Regions from separate parts of the Mus musculus genome. Here regions 2, 3, 4, 5, 6 and 7 are each linked to region 1. A link is a contact called in public HiCAR-type, HiChIP or PLAC-seq, Micro-C, capture Hi-C and promoter capture Hi-C data. All regions are on one chromosome and are shown on one strand. Each heading gives the region's core, a stretch centred on a gene start, on an enhancer-like site or on the middle of the called end of the contact. The rest is flanking DNA. Distances are from core to core; before and after follow the strand shown. Region 1 holds the start of Pld1 (phospholipase D1). Region 2 holds the start of Rpl22l1 (ribosomal protein L22 like 1). Region 3 holds the start of Eif5a2 (eukaryotic translation initiation factor 5A2). Region 4 overlaps 1700112D23Rik (RIKEN cDNA 1700112D23 gene). Region 5 holds the start of 1700125G22Rik (RIKEN cDNA 1700125G22 gene). Region 6 holds the start of Tnfsf10 (tumor necrosis factor (ligand) superfamily, member 10). Region 7 overlaps Tnik (TRAF2 and NCK interacting kinase).

Region 1 (2,769 bases), core at 167-2,666:
TATATAGTCTTGCCAAACCCCTCTTAGGCAAGACCCTGTTTGCTCAGAAGGCTGTGCATATAATTGCAAAAATCTGTCAGAATCATAGGATTCAAAAGGCATCAATTATTTCTGTCAACAAGGAAAGAGTGACGGCTGCCCGACTCTGCAATCATTAGGAAAGATGTGCTCAAAAGAGAAGAATGCAGTCAGGGAGGGCTGGGCAGCTCCAGGTTACTTGAAAACTGAGCCCCGCGCTATAATTTCACTCCTCCTCTGTCTGGACAGAAATATTATATTTTTCATTTCATGCAGTGCCATGGGCATGGTAAGACATTATGTAACTGGGTCTGTCTCACTGTATAATACTCAATAAACAATTTCAAAAGACCAACAGCATCAGCAATTTGATGTACAGGAAACTAACTGTTGCATCTTTGGGTTTTGGCTGGAAGCAGTGTTGTGCAACCAGTTTTGGAACTGACTTGTGTTCAAAATTATATTCCCAAAGGATTGCTATTCACACCACCCAGCCACTGGATTTCCCTTGATGACGACTCTCTTAAGTGTATTAAAACGGCAAAGTTACTGTGCGGACAGTTCCATCGGGGTAATGGGACTTTCTCGTTCTCCTCCCATTTTATTTTTACTTTTCTCTCTAACATTTCTGAATTAGACCCAGTACTGATGGCAAGTGGGAGTGAGAAGTGTGAGGGCGATGTGTGACTGAGACAGGAGGATCATGTAGTTTGAGTTCTACCTGTTCTTCATGGCCAACCAGGTATACAGCAGAGACCTAACTTCAAACTAACCAACCGAACACTCGCCACAACACACACACACACACACACACACACACACACACACAGAGAGAGAGAGAGAGAGAGAGAGAGAGAGAGAGAGAGAGAGAGAGAGAGAAGGGGGGTCTGGGGGGACAAGCACGGGCAGTTTTGGGGACTGAAGAGATTGCTGGCTCCAGCAAGCTTAGGGTCAGGCTGGTTCTTTACTTGCCAGCCTCAGTTTCCTTATAAACAGGCAATAACACCTACCAAGACCTACCCGTGGGATTTGCAGGAAGGCCACAGTTGACCTCTACAAAGCCCCTAATTAAGCAAGTCACTTCAGGGCAGGAATATTTCACCAGTTGGCTCGCTGTTGGCTTGTAACTTGCGGGCCAGTCTTGGACAAGGATTGGGCTCAGAGACCAGGGAAGTGAACTTGGTAAGAACAACGCCTGCGTGCGCCCCTGCGCCCCGCGGATAACTGTGGCTGAGTTAGGACACTTGGACAGAAGAAAGTGTTAGAACCGAGGCATGGAGGAAGGCCGGCGGCAGAGGCTGTCACCGAGGCTGGCCGGCGCCGCCCCGCCCCACCCTGCAGACCGGCCGAGTTCCGGGCGGCGAGTCCCAGCGCCCGCCCTTCTTCCGCGGCCCCAGCTGCGCCAGCTGCGCGGGGACCCCCGAAGTCGCCGCCGCCGCAGAGTGTGTGCCCGCGCCCCAGGCCCGCAGGTAGGAGCTGCCGGGGCCAGGCTTGCGGGACTTCTGAGCCCGCAGGACGTTCGCGGTCCTCGTGCTTCATCCCGCCTCTCTTGCCCCTCTCACCAGCCCTGTCCCTGAAGTTCCCTTGGGAACCCTGGAGTCCCTCCCATAGTCTTAATTCCTGTAGTGTCTGCGCTGGCAAGAGCCGCGCGCACACTGACCGCAGGCGAGGACCGCTACCCTGAGAGCAGAGCCGGGTCAGCTGCTGATGTCCTAGCCCCACTCCACTCTCAAGTCCCTGCAGATCCGGGGCGTCCTCTGTAGGATGCACCCCACCCCACCTCCTCGGGTCCCGGGCTCAGTAGATTTGTTCGCTCCCGCTAGATCGTCCCGCGCTCCCTGAGCTCCTTAGCACTGTGGGCTGACCGGGATGGCGACAGCACCAACATCCCGGACCAACCAGGAAGTGCTGCATTCCAGTGGCTTAGAGTCCAGCTGAAGCACAGTGCCGGGCGCCGAGCCACACAGCTGCTGCCTCGGGGCCAAAGATGTGCTGTGCTGAAGTGGAGGAGGGACAGGGGTAGCAATTAAAAGAAAGGCCTGTGTTAGGCAGTTGCTATTTTAGCTCCGACCCAAGATGTTTGGGACTGACTGTTCCGGGTCAGGGAGGGACCTTAGGAGGTCTCTAAGCCATGGGACGGTTTGTTTGAAACAGTCTTCTGTAGCTCAGGCTGCACTCAAAGGCTATGTAGCCAAGGATGACATTCCTGGCCCTCCTGCTTCCATCTCTTAAGTACAGGTCAAGACTTAGAATTTGGCCAGCCCTTTCCCCCATACCCTAGGGCTACCTGCCACGCCTACGTTTGCCTTCCTCACCCCCGCCTCCCAATCTCAGATCACTGCCAGCGGCCTTCTTTCATGAAGCTCAAAACATAATCTTAAGGACCACAGGAGCTTCTGCATTCGACCATTTCTAGATCTTTCCACAGGACGAAGAGCGCTCTTAGACAGCCAGGCCCACCAATTTCAGCTTAGCCAACTCCTTATGACCTTCCCAGGGCCTCTGGAGACTAGCTACCCAGGAAATTCAGAGAGATATTCAGAAGTCCTGACCTGTCAGAGGTGCTGTCAAGGAAGCCTGACGGGTGCAGAGAGCCTAGTTTGAACTAGTCTGTTATGCCTACTTATGCAAGAATCTCTTTCCATAGTACGTGCTTTGTGGCCCACGAGTGAGTTTGTACTCAACTGTTTAGCTTGAATTTGTAAGCAGCCTTTAAATGGTGTGTGGGGACCTTTTAAATGGTTATGTAAG
Region 2 (2,769 bases), core at 166-2,665, 870 kb after region 1:
TTGGGTTCAAATATCTGCATCTGACTCTTTCAGCTGCTTGTTGGGTCTTTTGGAGGGCAGTCATGATAGGATCCTTTTTGTGAACACTCTATACATAGCCTCCCTCAGTAATAGCCCTGGGGCCTCCCCTTGAGCTGGATCCCACTTTGGGTCTGTAGCTGGACCTTCTTTTCCTCAGGCTCCTCTCCATTTCCATCCAGGTAATTCTTTCAGACAGGAACAATTATGGGTCAGAGGTGTGACTGTGGGATGGCAACCCCATCCCTCACTTGTTGTCCTGTATTCCTGCTGGAGGTGGGCTCTAAAAGTTCCTCTCCCTACTGTAGGGTGTTTCATCTAAGGTTCCTCCCTTTGAGTCCTGGGAGTCTCTCATCTCCTTTAAATAATTGGCTTAAGTGGTTATTGTTATGACACAGAAAGTTGCCAAAGATAAGCAAAACAAAAATTTTAAATGTCAATTAATGGCCTATTTTCAAAATATCTAATGATCATTTTGATCTGCAGAACAGGAAGCCCTTTAGGAAGAAATGTCAACCCTGGCCCCTGCCTGAACATTTGGAACGAAAAGTTTTTGTGATTCTTAAGGCAAAAAGATTTTAAAATTTAATGAAATTGATTTCTTCTAAAACCTCAGCACCACTAGCACCATACCCTACACTGTATTAACGCCTATTACCGATCGCTTGGATAGAACACAACTCTTACATTCTAGGGCCTTTTCCAAATCAACAACTAAAGTCCATCCCATCTCCTGTCCCTAAATACTAGAGTTTCACACTAACAGAAACGTATACTACTGAACACCAACAGCCTCACCACTTTTCTGACCTGGCGTCAATTACAACCGCTCAAAATTCAAATGCTTTTTTACTTTCTGTCATCAAGGTACGTCCATCCTAGTGTACTTTGTAAACATTGATAGTTAGGTTTCAGCAGATTGTGAGTCAGTAAGTAGAAAGTACAATAAATTATGCCTATCCAATAAACCCAAAGTGTACTCAACTTGTTCTTCTCAGAAGGACATCCTCTACCTTAAAAGCTAGGCAAAGCATAGAACTTTTTCTCTGGAGGACTATAATCGCAACATAATAGAGACGATCATAAAGCAACATTGAGAGTCTGCCTTGCCCTGAATTATAACAGATAACTCCTGCATCCCTTGAACTTACTCCACTCTGGTTTGTAAGTTTGCAAAGTCCACAGCCAGAGCAGAGAATCAGTCGGCTCCGGCTTCCCACTCGAAGACGCAGGCGGAAACCAAACGCCAGGGCATCCCCGCCCCCCAACGCCACGCCTCCGTTTCCTAGGTGACTGCCAAGCACTCCGTGCATATCCGGTTCCGAGTTGCGTATTTCGCACGCTCTGCGTATGACGCAGCACGTTTTTATATAAAAGCGTGCGTGCGGCGCAAGCCCGTTCTCTTCCCACGGCTGCAGCTCAACATGGCGCCGGTGAGTGCGCGCGCGTGTGCGGGGCTCGGGTATTACAGGTAGCTATTGCGTCTAGCGAGCGGGAGCGCCGCAGGAGAGAAGGCGGTGGGAAGAGAGTCGGCCTGGCGGCTCGACTGGGACGATAGAATCCGGGTTGCGGAGCCGTCCGTGAGTGCCGTGCGGCCTGCGCGGCGGGAGCCGGGCCCGCGACTAGCTTAGTATCGGCGGGCGCGGTCGGTCTCTGGGCCTCTGGGTTTCTCCATGGCCTGTGGTCACCCTGTCAACGGAAGAGAGCCTAAGTGGCCAGGTCCGCGGTTGCAATGACGTTAGCAGTTTGAAGAGCGTGGTTTAAACATTTGGAAAGTCACTATAACCAAAATTGTTAAAAATAAGGTTGCTGAGTAAGGATTCAAAACTGAGTGACGTCTGATGGCCCCATCGGGACTGCCTGTTCACTGCACGGCAGTGAGCGAGTCCACCCCGTCATTCACTCAAATGCCAGTTCCGGGTTTGCGATAATTGGAGGGTGGTGAAGGTATTATTAATTGGTAGCCATTTAGGTGACTCTGTTTGGACCAATTACAATAAAGCATAAAGAGACCCATTACCCTAAAAATGGTGTTTTAAGTTCAGATAAAACTTGAAAAGCACCCAGGTGGGTGTTTTAATTTGAAATTGGAAATAACATCAGTTACAGTAGGAAGCAGTTCTTCATAATCAAGCAAGATTTCTCTACTAAAATAAGCTTACACTTGGAAGGTACTTAACTGGAAATGATGACGTTTCATGGGAATTGAAACATTGGTTTAAACCAAGCTAATGAGTAACCTTTACATAGAGCACAGGCTCCTTCAGGTGTTGGTCAAGTCTGTGTATAACCCATTATACCAGATGTATGCTGAGTTGGTAATTTTTTTCTTGGGAATTCAGTGTCTAAGCTGAATAAACTGCTTTAATGGCATCATAATTATGTCTAGCAGAAAGACAAGAAGCCTAAGAAGTCCACCTGGAGGTTTCATTTGGACCTTACTCATCCAGTAGAAGATGGAATTTTTGACTCTGGAAATTTTGTAAGTGTCTTACTGTGATTGCATAGTTGTTGGCATTTAAATGTAGTACTTGATATTAACCTAAGCTGTGCTCCTAGGGTACCTTCCCTAGTGACCATCTAGGGTTTCCTTCCCTAGTTTTGCATTCTTTCTGTTTGAAAATAGGAACAGTTTCTACGGGAGAAGGTTAAAGTCAATGGAAAAACTGGAAATCTTGGCAATGTTGTTCACATTGAACGCCTGAAGAATAAAATCACAGTTGTTTCTGAGAAACAGTTCTCCAAAAGGTC
Region 3 (2,769 bases), core at 106-2,605, 840 kb after region 1:
GATTATGAGTGGCTCTTATACCCTGCCTTATTGTCCTGCCCAGCCTTTCCCCATAATTCAAAATGAGGAGTAAAAGAGTAACTGTTAATAGTTGGGAAGGTCTGGCTGGGTGTAAGGTAGGGGTGAAAAAGAGGGCTGATGACCAAAAGGCACAGAAAATTTTGGAACGTGATAATATTCTACTATATCCTGACAATGGAGGTGATCGTACATCTGATTTCCTTTTTCAAGCCTCTTAAATCTTATTTCATATATATTCTAACATTAACCTTAGTTTAAACAAAAACTTTAGTAGTCAAGATTTAATAATAGAGATGAAACAGTACACTATGTAATTCTTACTTAAGTATTAGCAGGAGCAATAGTAACAACAACAATAGGGAAAAGCAGAGGGAACTCAGAAGCCAGGGGTCCTAATTCGGCTCTTTCTGTAACAAGAGGCAGAGTTTACTTTATGGAAGCCATGTGCTTATTGCTTCTAGACAACACAAATGAAATGTGTTCTGCATATACGTGTAAGTGACTATGAGACTAGATTTGTTTATAGGACAGCAATACCAAATCACTGAACAACATGAACTGGGTTGTGGGGTGGTCAGTTAATTACCTTGATTCTTTCCAAGGTGAGAGATGAAGCTATGATAAAACTGTGAAAGGAAAGCACACTTCTCGAGAATCTTTGTCTTTAATCATTTAACAACAAAAACAAAAACAAAACCTCAAACTCTAGGGCACACCGATGCCAGGAAGATCAAAGGTCACCGTAGAGTCTCGGGTACATGGGATTTCCCGCCCCTGAGAACACTGCTGACTTCACCAGCACCTCGTCATAGTGTCTGGAGTCCTCTGAGGATCTACAATGCAGAATCATGAAATAGCATACCACACCTAGCACTCTTCGAGCTCCAAGCACGGATTCCAGCCCCAAGGAGGGCTGCAAGCTGTACCAGAAGCTTGAATCAAAGTTCCACTCCACCAACACTCGGGACTCTTGCAAAATCAGCAGGACTTGAGAGTTTGAAGACCATTAAGTGACAGCATCCACGCACCTGCGTGCTAGGGCCCAGAGCAAGCTACCTGGTCCTAATAGTCGTCCCCAAGGTCAACTGGGCGCCGAACTGAAGATGAGGATGCATCTCGCCCGGGAACACTGCGAAGCTTCAAACAGTCGACTGCAGGCAGCTCTGCACGCCGGAAGTGCACTAATCCGCAGCACGTGGGGTTGCCAGGGCGAGCTTCACGTGACGGGGCGGGACCTCGGGAAGCTTCGAGCCAATGGGCGACCTGGAGGCGGGGCCTGTGGCGCGCCGGGGCCTATCCCGGAAGTGTGGTCGCGGCGGGGCGGGCCCGGGCTGGGCGGGCCGGGGCGGGGAGCCGGGTGTGGGAAGCGTGGCGGCCCCGCCCCGTCTCCTGGACCAGCCGCGGCCGCCAGCGCCGCCGCAGCCGCAGGGACCGGCGGACGCAGCAAAGGCGTGCGGTGCGGGGCCGGAAGGTGAAGACCTGGGGCCGGGTCGGCGGGGCGGCGGGGGATGCAGCCGGTGATGCTGGGGTCCGGGCGAGGGGAGGAGCCGAGATGCTTGGGAACTGGAGGGCGGCAAGCGCGGGACCGCCGGAGCTAGGGCCCTTTACCGCTGGGCCGAACCGGGATGCCAGGGCGGCGCCGCTGCGGGTCCTAGGCGCACTGAGGGCCAGGTGCAACCGGCCGGGTGCTCCTGTCCCAGTCTTCCCCGAACCTGCGGCCTGGCTGATACCTTGGCAGCGGGGATGGGACGGAGGGAGGCGCCGGGCCCCGCATCCCGGCGCAGGAAGGTCGTGGGCACTTCTTGCGGTGGGGTGGTGGGGACTGGACCTGCCGGCTGGGCGCTGGTGTCGCCTTCACTCTCCGGCGAGCTCTTCTGCGGCTCCTTTCCCCACCTCCCACCAAGGGCTGGAAAAGTTTTCAGAGGCCTGAATGGCAAAGTATACTCCACTCAGAGTGGGTGTTCTATAAATGCAAACATAACGGGCTAGTGATGCTCGGCTACCTGTCTTCAAAATGAGACATAACCCCGCCTGCATGCCGGTTATTAAAACGCAAACAAACTTTTCGCATAGTTCCCTCAGAAAAACCGCACATCTCCCCAGTCCACCATGGCAGACGAAATTGATTTCACTACTGGAGATGCAGGGGCTTCCAGCACTTATCCTATGCAGTGCTCAGCCCTGCGCAAAAACGGCTTCGTCGTGCTCAAAGGGCGACCATGCAAAATCGTGGAGATGTCAACTTCCAAGACTGGGAAGCATGGTCATGCCAAGGTAGGCCCTTCCAAGTCATTTTTTGGCTTCACCGTTAAGATCATTCGTGTTCCATTCTACATCGTGAGGTTTCTATATTGAAAAATAACTTTTTTTCCTTCCCCTCAGTCTCTTGAATGGTCAGACATTACTCTCAGTAAAGCTCTCCATTTAATCGGACCCTTAGAATGTTTCATTAACTGGAAACTAAAACTTTTTTAAATCCGTGTTTAGTAGAAACAAGCCTGTTCTTCTAATTCTAAGAGACTTGGTTTTCACTTTCTGTGGACTCTTGTTAATTGACTTGCTGACGTGTGTGGTGTGTTGAGTTTTGATGCCATGAAACTGTTCGGGTTTTGGGTACTTACTGAATCTCGTTCTGTGTCACTGCAACTTTTTTTAAAGAAAGTAAGATGACCTTGGAAGAGGTGAAAGGCTCCATTACAGTCAGAGCTGGGATTGTGCTGCTGTGTAGGGAGTGACATAGCTGACAGA
Region 4 (2,769 bases), core at 96-2,595, 800 kb after region 1:
CCATAAGTTGTTCATAGACCTCCATATGTGTACACACACACACACACACACACACACACACACACACAGACAGACAGACAGACAGAGGGAGACAGAGAGACAGAGAGATGAAAATTTTAAAATCAGTTCAACAATCTTGGCTTTTAATTTTATGAAGTAAAAAAGTAAAGAACTTGTGTGGTGTGGACTGTTCTCCATTTGAACATGTTCTCCCAGTTTTCTTCATTATGTATCCTGCTTCTAATAATAGAAAAGAAATGAGAGACAGATTACCTTCTCCTAGAGGTGCATGCTGGGATAAGAAATGCATCTGCAAGCTGAAGACCAATGCAAGGTCTTATTATGATGAAAGAGAATATGGATTAGTCAGGATCCTGCAGAGGAACAGAACCAATGGGGGTGTGTGGTCCCTGTGCTACAAAGAAAGCTTGAAAGGCTCATTCTCATCTCAGCAAAGGAAGCAGCAACAGCAACAGAGCAAGTTAACTTGGAGGCAAGAGGGAAGACCAAGCAAGCAACGGGTGAGGAGGCCGATTTCTTTCTGCCATTTTTGTCTGAACTGCTACTAGAAGATGCTTCTACCAGAGGGCAGATCTCCCCACATCAATCAAGATGACCAGGGAACTTTTTCAGATGAGTATCTATGAAGGCCACTGAAATCTGTGACAAGCTGGCATTAAAAACCAACCCTAATCATATGTGAATGTTTCTAGGCTGAGAGAAAAGAGGAATAGAGAAAGAACTTCAGGGTGAATTAGAGGAAGGCAAATAACAGAGCATGAGAAAGTTTGATAGCAACAGCTAAGTATATGGCACATACCTGAGACCCCAGTACTCAAGATGCTAAGGAAACGGGATTGCTGGTTCAAGTCCAGAGTGGACTACAAAACAAGACTCATCTAAAACAACAACAGCAGTGGGCAAAGCTTGCTATTAGGAAGAAAGAGGAAATAAGAGATGGATTAAAATCTGTAGACATTTGTGAGACAATGTAGAAAAGTTACGGTTATTCATGTTGTATAGACAGCCTTCAGCAGACAAAGAGTAAGACGGGCCTGTGCTCTGAACAGGATTCCTAGAGGTAAGTAACTCCTGGATTAAGCACTGAAGCCAGCAGCATTGCTGGGCTGTGCCCTCACCACAGGGCCAGCAGCATTGCTGGGCTGTGCCCTCACCACAGGGCCAGCAGCATTGCAGGGCTGCATGCACCCTCATCACAGAGTTCTCAGCTGAGTCATTCTGGGCAAGTCACACAGTTTCAAGTTTCAGTCACTCACTCCTGTGTGAAATGAAAATAAAGACAGCATTAATCTTGCTTAGGCCCAAATAGTCACCCTCAAAGAATGCATTAGCTCAAGTGTGACTGTGTGATGTGCAAGTTATTTCGTCCCTAAATGGAGTATCAGCCAGCCTGTCCTGCTGTGACAAAACACCTAGACCAGTATTGAACTGTTTCTCACAGTTGGGCAGGCAGGAGAACTGTGTGTGCACATGGGGGGAGGAAGAGACTTCTAGCATGTGTGCTTTCTAACAAGTACACTGCCCCTCTTGATTAGGGTCCCCCACATATGAACTCATTGCACCCTTATTGTCTACTGTGCCAAAGCAGCTAACTGAATTTGGAGTGTTGAGTGTGAACTGGCAAGAGAGGTGAGTGGTCAGGTCATAGCAAATGGTACAGAACTTCATCTATAGACTATGAAGAAAATTGGCTTATTTGAGTATTGGGTCAATAGAATCTTATTTGTGCATAAAAAATATATAATCTGTAGGAGAATAGATAAGTACAACAAGGTAATCAGGGCTCAGAGAGATAGAGACCCTCTCTTCTCTTTCCTCTGTAGATCACAGCTTTAGCCATTTACTAGGTGTGTCTAGGTGGGGGCACTGAGGGGAAAGGCCAGGAAACTGGAAAGGAGCCTGTGAGATGGGAGAGGAGATCCTAAGGGAACAGCACCAGGAGGAAGGTGACTACATGGCATATAAACTCTAAAGGGGGTGCTGGAGGGAGTGGGGGAGCAGGGAACGGGAGTAGCAAGCTAAGGGGGTTCCGGAGGCAGCGGGGAAGGCTGGTAGAGGGGCATGAGGAATGGGAATAGCAAGCTTAGAGAAGGAAGGATATATGGAATGTCCCTAAGAAGACCTGTAAAACTTTGTATGCTAAGCTTTTAAACATTATTTATTTTATATGTATACACTTTTCCCTGCATGTATGTATGTGTACATGTGCACGTGTGATGCACGCAGAGGTCTGAAGAAGTCATTGGATCCCCTGGAACCAAAGTTATAGTTATGAGCCACCATGTGCATGCTGGGAACAAAACTCAGCAAGAGCAGCAAGTGGTCTTCAACACTGAGCCCCAGTAAATTTATTTTTAAAAAGAAAATATTACAAATGTCCAACAAATACATATGTAAAAAAATGTTTAACCAAAACTGCAGTGAGATTCCATCTTCCCCAAGTCAGAAACAACCACCCATGTAAGGATGCAGAGAGAAGACTATCTTACACACTCCTTCTGAGCCAGTGCACTAATGCAAGCACTGTGACTGCCAATATCTGCCAAAAAATATGAGGTAAGACTACTGTATGATCCAGATATCCCACTCCTGGGTATACACAAGATGCGATCTAAAGCAGGATATCACATAGATATACAAAGATATCCATGTTTATGCAGGAGTATTCATAACGGCCAAGACAAGGAAATACCTAGATGTCCATCAAAAACAAATGGATGAACCAATGTGACATGCCAAACACATGCA
Region 5 (2,769 bases), core at 116-2,615, 780 kb before region 1:
TCTAGCACCCAACATCACCGCAAACTTAAGTGCACCAGGTCACTTTCTTCCTTTTCACATATTCTACAGACCTTTTAAAAATAAACACAACGGAATCGTGATCATAAAAACAATCTATCTTTGACTCGGGATGTGACTCAGCTGCAGTCAGTGTGCATGAAGTCATCCGCGGGCACCTCAGAAACCAGGTAAGGTGAAAGTACACCTGTAATCCGAGCACCCAGAAGAGGGGGTAGAGGCAGACAGAGTTCCTTGTCACCCTAGGCTCCACAATTCAAGTCTATGCTGGGGTACCTGAGATCTTGTCTCACAAACACATGGATTCTTTTAAACAAATAGTCATTTCAGCTTTTCTTTTAAATAAACCTTTTTTTTTTCCATAAACACGTCACACCAGAGTAAGGAACCCAAACTACAATAGTGTATACGTTATTGATAACAGTGCAATTAGCGATTCTCATTTACTTAGAGCTCAATATTTTAGTCACTATCTTAAATCTTTCCCTTGCCACTTTTTAACGCTTGCAGCCATCCTAAAAGACAAATGTCACTGTCATATCCAGTTTGTGGCTAAGGAAGTTGCTCACACAGCGACTCCTAGCCGGGTCTAACTGAGGGAGCTAAGTTAACCGCTAACCACACACATCTGTGGCCAGGAAGGGGCGGGGCGGCCTGTGTTTTATATTTTTAAAAATTGAAAATCGGAATTCTACAGGAATTCCAGAGGGAAACCACAAAACAATCAAGGCAGCTCGGGGCTGCGGCGGGCGGGCGGGAGGCCAAAATCCCGGTCCCAACTGCGCCCTTCACCCTGAGGCGCCGGACAGAAGCAGAATAGATAGAGAGCCCAGCCTCCCGCAAGGAAGGGCCGGGACGAGAGCAGAGGGCAGGACAGGAGGCGGATGTGGGGAAGGAGGATGGAGGGGAGCGGGACAGACAGGTACGCAGCCGTGGGAGCTCACCGCGGCGGGGGCGCCGGCCTTGGTCGCCACGGCCCGTGCTCAGTTCCGGGTTCCCGAATCCCTTCCCGTCCCCCACTCACCCCGCAGTCCTCACCACGCTCAGAGATTTTAAAAAGGAACCACGACGGCGCAGTCCTCGCTTATCCTTCTCAAACACTAAGTCTCCCCCTCACAGGCGCCGCCATGGCTCGAGAGAGGCTGCCGCCTCCGATTCAAAAAAATCCAGTCGCTCTCTCTAAGAGCCATGCTGATTGGCGCGCTCTGTCAACCTCCTTTTGATAGGCTGGAACCTCGGGCGGACTGCCGATTGGTCAATCCCAACGTCTGCCTTCGGGAGGCGCCGGCTGATTGGTTGTGAGTGTGTTTCAAATCCGGTAAACGGCTGGAGCGTGCGAACGTCGGCGGAGTGCCCGGATGTGGGCTTGAGGAGGCGTGGCTCTGCAGCGCCTCTGGATGCAGCAGGTGTTTCTGTGGTTACCGCTTGTTTACTCCGTAAACAGCCCAGTTCCTGATGAACGGTCTCTCTGCCATCACCTCCAACTTCAAGAAAAAGTACCAAGCACCGCAAACCGATCCGCTCTTACTACTAACCAGATTTTATTTTTGAAGACAAGCTTGCATCTGAGTAATTAATATAAAAAAGTGTATAAGGAGATTTTAGAATCTCCTGAAGCAAAACTGCTTCTGGGTGGGTTGCTCCCTCCCCACCCCAACTCCCAGCTTAGGAATGTTAGTGACTGTGCTTGGAAGTCTAGAAAAGAAGGGATTGTTTTACCCCTGGGATCAGTATTGCTATTTTGAAATTTGTTTCTAGATGGAATGTTCTATAATACAGTCGCCTAGGCATACACTTCTAGCTGGGTGTGGTCTCAAAGCCTGTACTAAGGAGGACAAGACCAGCCTAGGCTATAGGAGACCAGGACTCAAAACAATTATTTTTCACTTTCAAAACCTTACCAAGTGTTTGGATCGGTTGCTAGGCCCCAAATCTCATTAAGAGGTTTTTAAAGCACTTTTGAAATTTAGATTGATAAATTTTATGTGTCTTTTTGCCTATACATATTATTTTTTCCTGAACGTATGTGCATTTGTGAGTGCCTGCTGTCCTTGGACATAGGAGGAGGCCAGATCCCCAGAGACTGGAATTACAGAGAATGATGAACCACCAGGTGGGTGCTGGAAATCAAACTCACGGCCTATGTGTGAGAAACAAACGCTTTAAACCACTGAGCCAACTCACTTTAAGCCCAAAATCTACTTTAAAACCAAAAGAACTTCTTGACAGCCTAAGCAGTTCGACAAGTCTACGGTGAGTTCATAGAATGAGTAAAACAATCTATAGTTTTGTCTGTCTGGTTGGTTGGTTTTTAGGGTTTTTTGCCTACCAGTATCTATGGCCTGCCAATCACTAGAATTCCGCACTAGCCTTTGGAGTGGAAGAAAGGAAAAATCGGCCTGGACCTTGCCCAGAGAAGTGTGCTTGCAATTTAAACTGGGGTGTGTCTGGCATTCCAAGCATTCTCCTCACTAAAGTAGAAGGCAGCCGCCTCCTTTGTGCCCTGCCCGAGGAGAGCTAGCTTCCCAGTCTGTTGGGTGAGAGTGTAGGATTGCAGTGCAGGAAGGCTAGCTTAGCCTCTTACAGCGAGGGCAGCCCTTTGGTGAGAAATGAACAAGAGATACTATCTTCACCTGCAGGTTGTTATTTACTCGGCAAATCTGTATTAAGTGTAAGAAAGTATTTGCTTGGGGGAAAGCATGAATAAGGGATAGACACAGCCTGTCAGAGTTGGGGGCTGGGAGGAATGAT
Region 6 (2,769 bases), core at 108-2,607, 620 kb before region 1:
AGGAAGATCCCTGTGTGAGCTTCAGCTTCAGTGAGAGACTGTCTCAGGAAGATGGTAACTTAGTTACAGCACCACAGTAGAGTACTACTTCTAAAGACCTTTTAGCAGGTGACAGCCTCCCGTGCTGTGAGGGAGCCTTGGCTTTGTAGTTAAGCAGGCTCCAAAGGAATCCTTCTGGGAGGTGGGAAGCAGCTGCAGACCTGAGAGAATTTGAGTTGAAATGGATTCCGTTTTGTTCCCCACCATGAGATACCAGCCAGAAAGATGTCCTATGGCCCTTGGGAACTGGCACCATTAGAAATAGCAACACTGTTGCTAGAACCTGCAGAGGCCTCAGAGTCACAAACATTGGGCCAGAAGCTGGAGGTGGTTGCTGCAGGCCATCTGATCACACTGTGAACCTGAGATTGTGAACTGTTTCTAACTGTGATACGTCCCAGCCTTTGACCCTAGAGCTTTCTGTCTGTCTGCTGTAAACTCGTGGTGGTGTGGCTCAGCCCTAGCAAAGCCCTTTTAACAAAGTCAACCCTAGGTCAAGAGGCAGAGCCAGTAACCATCTGACAGGGAGTGAACATAGTGAACAGAAAGGGGGTCTTCGAGTGTTTAAGACAGCGTGGAGAAGAAAGGATTCTTTCCTTCTGGGATGGAGTAGGAAGGTCAGCTGGGTGCTTTCTCTGCCTCTCAGAGCTAGGAAGTTATCATCTCAGCATCTGGCTCCTGAGTTTTCATTGGTAAAATTGAACAGCTGGGATTTCTGTTTTTTAAAACAGTTTTAAAAAACAAACAAACAAACAAACAAACAAACTTTGTGTGTGTGTGTTTCACATCATGCACCCCGGTCCCATTCATCTCCCTGTCCCCTCATAATCACCGTCTGCCCTTGAAACTCCCCCCAGATAAAAACACACAAAACAAACTAAATAAACCAAAACAGAGCATAGAAAACATCCCACCATGGAAGCTGTGGTGTCCTAGTGTGTCCCACAGTTTATCCCTCTGTCCACACATCTTCACTTGCAAATGTCTATAGCAATGAGTCATTGTTGCCTTCAGCAGTCTCTGGCTCCTGTGACGCCTTAAATTTTGGATCCTCACTGAGACCCCTCCCGGTCCCTTTGTCCTTTGTCCTTTGTCCTTTGTCCTTTGTCCAGGAGATCCTGCAGCTCCTTCAGGTGCTCCAGCAGTTCATAGATGGGTTAGATCTCAGAGCGCTGGATCTAGGCTTTCCAGCACCATCAGGGCGAGCTCTCCTAGCTGGAGGGTTTCTGTGCACTACGTCCTCGTCACCTTCCTGACTTGCTTAGTTTCACTTTTGGTCTCAACAGTAAAAAGAAACTGCATGGGCACTCCGCCTTCTAACTGTGACCTTCTCAGGCACTGCTGCTGGGCTGCAAGTCTGCATTGGGAAGTCAGACCTGGACAGCAGTATGCCTTCCTCAGGGGCCCTGAAGGACCTCAGCTTCAGTCAGCACTTCAGGATGATGGTGATTTGCATAGTGCTCCTGCAGGTGCTCCTGCAGGCTGTGTCTGTGGCTGTGACTTACATGTACTTCACCAACGAGATGAAGCAGGTGAGTGGCCGTGTGCTCTCAGCAGCAGCCTCTCTTGGCTTTGCCGCTTAGCTTGCTCTTCTTTGAAAGCTTAGCTGTAGATTAAAATATGCCTTTCCCAAGTGCAGACTCTTAACTGCTAATAAAGAGAGGGCTTTATAAAACTGCAAGTTGGCAGACTTCCAAGCAGTTGTAGTAACAGAACAGGCTATGAAAACTACAAATGGATATACCGGCACCTCCAAGAAAGTTTGCTATCATTTCAAAAGTGTCTGTGCAGGGTGCAGTTAGTGGTGTCACTTGGCACAAATGCTTTGTGTGAAGTACTCTAGAGTTCCGTGTGTGTGTGTGTGTGTGTGTGTGTGTGTGTGTAAGAGAGATAGAGAGATAGAGAGAGAGGGGAAGAGAGAGGAAGACAGGGAGAGAGGAAGAAGAGAAGAAGAGGGAGAGAGGGAGGAAAAGAGGAAGAAGGAGGTAGAGAGGGACAGAGAAGGAGAGAGAGGAAGAGAGAGAGAGACAGAGGGAGAGAGGAAGAGGGAGGACAGCACATGGTGCTGTGGAGCCTAGAGATAGATGTCAGCTGTTTTTCTCCCTAACTCTCCATGTAGTTTTTCTGAACTCTCACTGTATTGGCTAGTTTTGTGTCAACTTGACACAGCTGGAGTTATCACAGAGAAAGGAGCTTCAGTTGAGGAAATGCCTCCATGAGATCCAACTGTAAGGCATTTTCTCAATTAGTGATCAAGGGGGCAAGGCCCCTTGTGGGTGGGACCATCTCTGGGCTGGTTGTCTTGGGTTCTATAAGAGAGCAGGCTGAGCAAGCCAGTAAAGAACATCCCTCCATGGCCTCTGCATCAGCTCCTGCTTTCTGACCTGCTTGAGTTCCAGTCCTGCATTCTTTGGTGATCAACAGCAGTATGGAAATGTAAGCCGAATAAACCCTTTCCTCCCCAACTTGCTTCTTGGTCATGATGTTTGTGCAGGAATACAAACCCTGACTAAGACAAATTGGTACCAGCATAGTGGGGTATTCCTGTGACAACCTGACCATGTTTTGGGGAGGATTGTGGAAGGACTTTGGAACTTTGGGCTTGAAGATCCATCCATTGTTAAGAGCTCTGTTGGAGGTTGTGCAGGAGCTTGGAAGATAATGTTGAGAACACTGTAGAAGATGGAGGTCTGGTTTGTGAAATTTCAGAGGGAAAATTAAAGACTCTTT
Region 7 (2,769 bases), core at 127-2,626, 620 kb after region 1:
CACAGTACTTTTCAGATCTGAGGGCGAAGCTTTCCTGTGATCTTTCACTTTTGTGTGTATGTGTGGACATGTGTCTGCAGGTGCACACACATGTGCTTGTATGTAGATGCCTTGGGTTGGCCTCTGTTATCTTTCACAGTTGCTTTCCTCCCTTACTTCGATAGACAAAGTGTTTTGTTATACCAGAGCCCCAGCCATCTTTCATAGGATTACAGGCACACGCTAGCACACCTGGCTTTCTACACGAGTGCTAGGGTTCTGAACTCAGTTCTCGTGCTTGAATGACAAGCACTGTAGCGACCACACCACCCACCCGGCCTCTCTCTGAGATCTTCTTTTGAGTTACCCCTGATCCCTAGGTCTTTCTGGCTAGATACTTTTTAAAAATGCATGCCACAGCTTGGTAGGTGACATTCTGTATGCCACCATTGATCTTGGACTTGAGGCTTGGCTACCTGCTGTCTATACAGCAGCTTGTTAACCCTATCCTCGAGGCAGGGAGCTATTAGCCAAAATGGAGCCCAAGTAATGGCACGAAAATGATGTGATTTACGACTGCAGGCTATGCTAGCCTGGCTGCACGGCACATTTCTTTGGAAAAGGTGATGATTTAGAGTCAGCCCATTCTATTCCTCAAGACAGTGGCTCCCTGCACGCCCACACAGACCTGCTAATGGTCCCTGTGATGTTTCTGGCATGAGCAATTGTGGTTCTTTGTGAGTTTTTTTTTTTTTCAGTCCCTTTCTTTTTGTGACAGGACATGCTGGCTTTCTATTTGGGGACAGGAGTACAACCTTTGTTCTTAATAAGCTTATCCTGACAAAAAGGTGACTTGTTCTAAAGAGAGCTACTACTTGCTACTCCCTGAGAACGGGGTAAGACAGGAGTGTGGATGGTGAGCAACCAGGTGAGGCTTGGAAATGGAGTCCTCAGGTTATGCCAAATGTTGCCTGTCACTTCTCTGTGTACTTACATTGGGGGTCTTTATGCTTTGTTATACGATGCCCCCCCCGTCTCCCCTGCTGCAGAAGTGGCACGGCCTCCTAATACATTCTTACATCTCCTCTAGCATTGGAGCCAATCCCTACCAGTCTGTGACCTCCTGTGATTTTATAGGCACAAGCCCTGAATAATTCAACTAAACAGGAACAAATTGTTTGTCCCTTTTCCTATGACTTAAGGCTCAGGCCCTTGACTGGCATCCTCCTGTTTCCCACCCACAGACACCACCCACCACATAGAGCAGGCTTAATTACTACCAATCAGCTGGTAATGACATGGCAACCCTGGCTCAACAGAGGAAAGGCACACAGAGGGGAAGGAAACAGAAAAGCCACAAGCAATGACAGTCTCTCAGTTGCCAGACCTGCAAGGGGATTGTGAGTTGCTATTGGTAACCAGGAGGCAAAGCCTTCCCTGCTCTCCTTCCTCTCAGAGGGTCACTGTGGGTAAGAGAAATGCATGTTCTCTCCCCAGCAACAGCCTTTCATTGGGTGCCACATAGCATGTGGTGACAGAGCGCAGGAGGGCCCCTCCTCACTCTTCTGAGATCTTTCTCTCCTTTCCTCCCTGGATCCGACTCCCAGAGAGAGGAGCCAGCTCCGTTCCTTCCCCTGGAAGCAACAGTGACTCTGCAAAGCTTGCTGCCTGCCAGATTTCTGCTTGTAATGTGCCAAGCTTCTGGGGGTGGGGGTTACTGTCTACCGTGGGCCTCACTTCCCATCCCCTCCTCTCCTGTCACTGCTCCGGGGAGGTATTTTAAGCCTTTCCACAGAAGAACAGGCTGGCCATCCGCAGGCATGTGTCATCTCATGGGCTACATTGACTACTTTATCATTTCTATAACAGATACCTGGCAAGATCAAGTTCAGAGAGGATGGTTTCCTTTAGGTCACAATTAAAGAAGGGATACAGCCCATTGTGGAAGAGGAACTAAGGCAGGGGTCATACTGTGTGCACAATCAAGAACACAGAGAGAGATGAGTGCTGATATTCAGCTGTTTTCATCCTCTTTTTTTTTTTTTTTTAATCCAGAGACTCCAAGCCCTGCATGGTGCTACACACATGGGGGATAGATCTCCCCTCCTAAGTAGAACCTAAAGCCTGCTCATTAATGGCATCCTCCCAGGTGTGTCTCTTAGGTAGTTCTAAACCCAGTCAAACTAACAATGAAGACTAGCCACCATATGGCCACTTCTTGTCACCTTGACCCTCGACTATAAAGCTCCACCTCTGGGCCCCAAACGCACATGATCGTCTCATGATGCAAAGTGCCTTTACCTCCTCTACACCAGTCTCCCGAATCTTAACAGCTCCATAACCTGTTGCTTAAAGGCCCAAAGCCTTTGCGATTCTCAAGGTATCTCTTAACTCGAAGACCTGTAAAATTAAAACCCAGCTCACATATTTCCAATATGAAGTAGCACAAAATAAACATTCTCGTTCCAATAGAGAGGGATAGATAAGGAGACTTTAAGGCCTGAGCTTAGCAGGGGAAACACAAAATCCTGAGGTTCAGTGTCAAGCATCCAAGGCTCCTGGTGGTGTCATCTGGTCTCCACCAGCCGTGCCTCTCCTACTCTGCCCACAGCACACATAGCCTCCCTTCGAATGGCTCCACTCCATACCTTTAACTCTCCTTAGTGGCTATCCCATAATCCCAGCAAAATCTAATATACTGAGTTCTGCCTTACAGATGAGGCTTCACTTCACGGCCTTACGCAATGGCTTTCGGGGCTCCTTGAAGAGAATCCTACTTTGCTGGTTACC

The links. Promoter capture Hi-C pulls out the DNA fragments that hold promoters and counts their contacts. Hi-C and Micro-C count contacts between places; a contact is called where the count stands out from the background. HiCAR-type assays count read pairs that join an accessible place to other places. HiChIP or PLAC-seq counts read pairs in DNA pulled down with a chosen protein or histone mark. Capture Hi-C pulls out chosen DNA fragments and counts their contacts.
Region 2: a promoter capture Hi-C map of embryonic stem cells shows a contact between it and region 1, with 4 times the contacts expected there. The contact joins the promoter of Rpl22l1 here to the promoter of Pld1 in region 1. A contact is called at or near these places in 6 of 39 promoter capture datasets (3T3-L1-derived adipocytes, cranial neural crest, embryonic stem cells and 3 more) and 2 of 115 datasets of contacts at active chromatin or transcription factors (embryonic stem cells and pancreatic cancer cells).
Region 3: a promoter capture Hi-C map of liver shows a contact between it and region 1, with 2.1 times the contacts expected there. The contact joins the promoter of Eif5a2 here to the promoter of Pld1 in region 1. A contact is called at or near these places in 6 of 39 promoter capture datasets (embryonic stem cells, frontonasal cranial neural crest, liver and 3 more), 1 of 115 datasets of contacts at active chromatin or transcription factors (embryonic stem cells) and 1 of 9 other capture datasets (embryonic stem cells).
Region 4: a FOXA1 HiChIP or PLAC-seq map of pancreatic cancer cells shows a contact between it and region 1. The contact joins the enhancer-like site here to the promoter of Pld1 in region 1. A contact is called at or near these places in 6 of 39 promoter capture datasets (the HPC-7 cell line, cranial neural crest, embryonic stem cells and 3 more), 1 of 15 datasets of contacts at CTCF or cohesin (the NIH/3T3 cell line) and 6 of 115 datasets of contacts at active chromatin or transcription factors (embryonic forebrain, embryonic stem cells, pancreatic cancer cells and 1 more).
Region 5: a contact with region 1 is called in a Micro-C map of embryonic stem cells, with 9 times the contacts expected there. The contact joins the promoter of 1700125G22Rik here to the promoter of Pld1 in region 1. A contact is called at or near these places in 2 of 39 promoter capture datasets (embryonic stem cells and neutrophils), 1 of 484 Hi-C or Micro-C datasets (embryonic stem cells), 1 of 115 datasets of contacts at active chromatin or transcription factors (pancreatic cancer cells) and 1 of 9 other capture datasets (adipose tissue).
Region 6: a contact with region 1 is called in a capture Hi-C map of macrophages, with 4 times the contacts expected there. The contact joins the promoter of Tnfsf10 here to the promoter of Pld1 in region 1. A contact is called at or near these places in 7 of 39 promoter capture datasets (the 3T3-L1 cell line, hippocampal neurons, liver and 2 more) and 1 of 9 other capture datasets (macrophages).
Region 7: a contact with region 1 is called in a HiCAR-type map of astrocytes, with 2.0 times the contacts expected there. The contact joins the enhancer-like site here to the promoter of Pld1 in region 1. A contact is called at or near these places in 4 of 39 promoter capture datasets (HPC-7-derived erythroid cells, liver and stem cell-derived epiblast-like cells) and 1 of 115 datasets of contacts at active chromatin or transcription factors (astrocytes).

What each region holds. Positions count from the first base shown.
Region 1 is chr3:27,937,264-27,940,032 of GRCm38.p6, forward strand. It overlaps Pld1 (phospholipase D1), which reads left to right and starts at 1,417. Exons shown (of 27, transcript NM_001164056.1): 1 at 1,417-1,487.
Region 2 is chr3:28,804,093-28,806,861 of GRCm38.p6, forward strand. Rpl22l1 (ribosomal protein L22 like 1) reads left to right here and starts at 1,416. Exons shown (of 4, transcript NM_001347226.2): 1 at 1,416-1,451; 2 at 2,411-2,500; 3 at 2,645-2,766. The coding sequence starts at 1,443. Gm32950 (predicted gene, 32950) reads right to left here and starts at 1,259. Exons shown (of 3, transcript NR_166194.1): 1 at 1,170-1,259.
Region 3 is chr3:28,779,922-28,782,690 of GRCm38.p6, forward strand. It overlaps Eif5a2 (eukaryotic translation initiation factor 5A2), which reads left to right and starts at 1,356. Exons shown (of 5, transcript NM_177586.6): 1 at 1,356-1,492; 2 at 2,095-2,295. The coding sequence starts at 2,131. 1700112D23Rik (RIKEN cDNA 1700112D23 gene) reads right to left here and starts at 1,201. Exons shown (of 3, transcript NR_166152.1): 1 at 1,050-1,201.
Region 4 is chr3:28,733,681-28,736,449 of GRCm38.p6, forward strand. The region is part of intron 2 of 1700112D23Rik (RIKEN cDNA 1700112D23 gene); the gene reads right to left. Among named protein-coding and RNA genes, the nearest start is that of Slc2a2, 37 kb to the left of the region's middle. Within about 2 kb of position 1,346, at least 43 of the 459 cell types and tissues checked have an H3K27ac peak or open chromatin away from gene starts, as enhancers often do. A contact at or near this core is called in pancreatic cancer cells, where this site is marked.
Region 5 is chr3:27,152,661-27,155,429 of GRCm38.p6, forward strand. 1700125G22Rik (RIKEN cDNA 1700125G22 gene) reads left to right here and starts at 1,366. Exons shown (of 3, transcript NR_040548.1): 1 at 1,366-1,650; 2 at 2,080-2,271. It overlaps Ect2 (ect2 oncogene), which reads right to left and starts at 1,218. Exons shown (of 24, transcript NM_001177626.1): 1 at 1,043-1,218.
Region 6 is chr3:27,315,720-27,318,488 of GRCm38.p6, forward strand. Tnfsf10 (tumor necrosis factor (ligand) superfamily, member 10) reads left to right here and starts at 1,358. Exons shown (of 5, transcript NM_009425.2): 1 at 1,358-1,571. The coding sequence starts at 1,428.
Region 7 is chr3:28,557,130-28,559,898 of GRCm38.p6, forward strand. All of the region lies in intron 9 of Tnik (TRAF2 and NCK interacting kinase), which reads left to right. Among named protein-coding and RNA genes, the nearest start is that of Gm52603, 130 kb to the right of the region's middle. Within about 2 kb of position 1,377, at least 82 of the 459 cell types and tissues checked have an H3K27ac peak or open chromatin away from gene starts, as enhancers often do. A contact at or near this core is called in astrocytes, where this site is marked.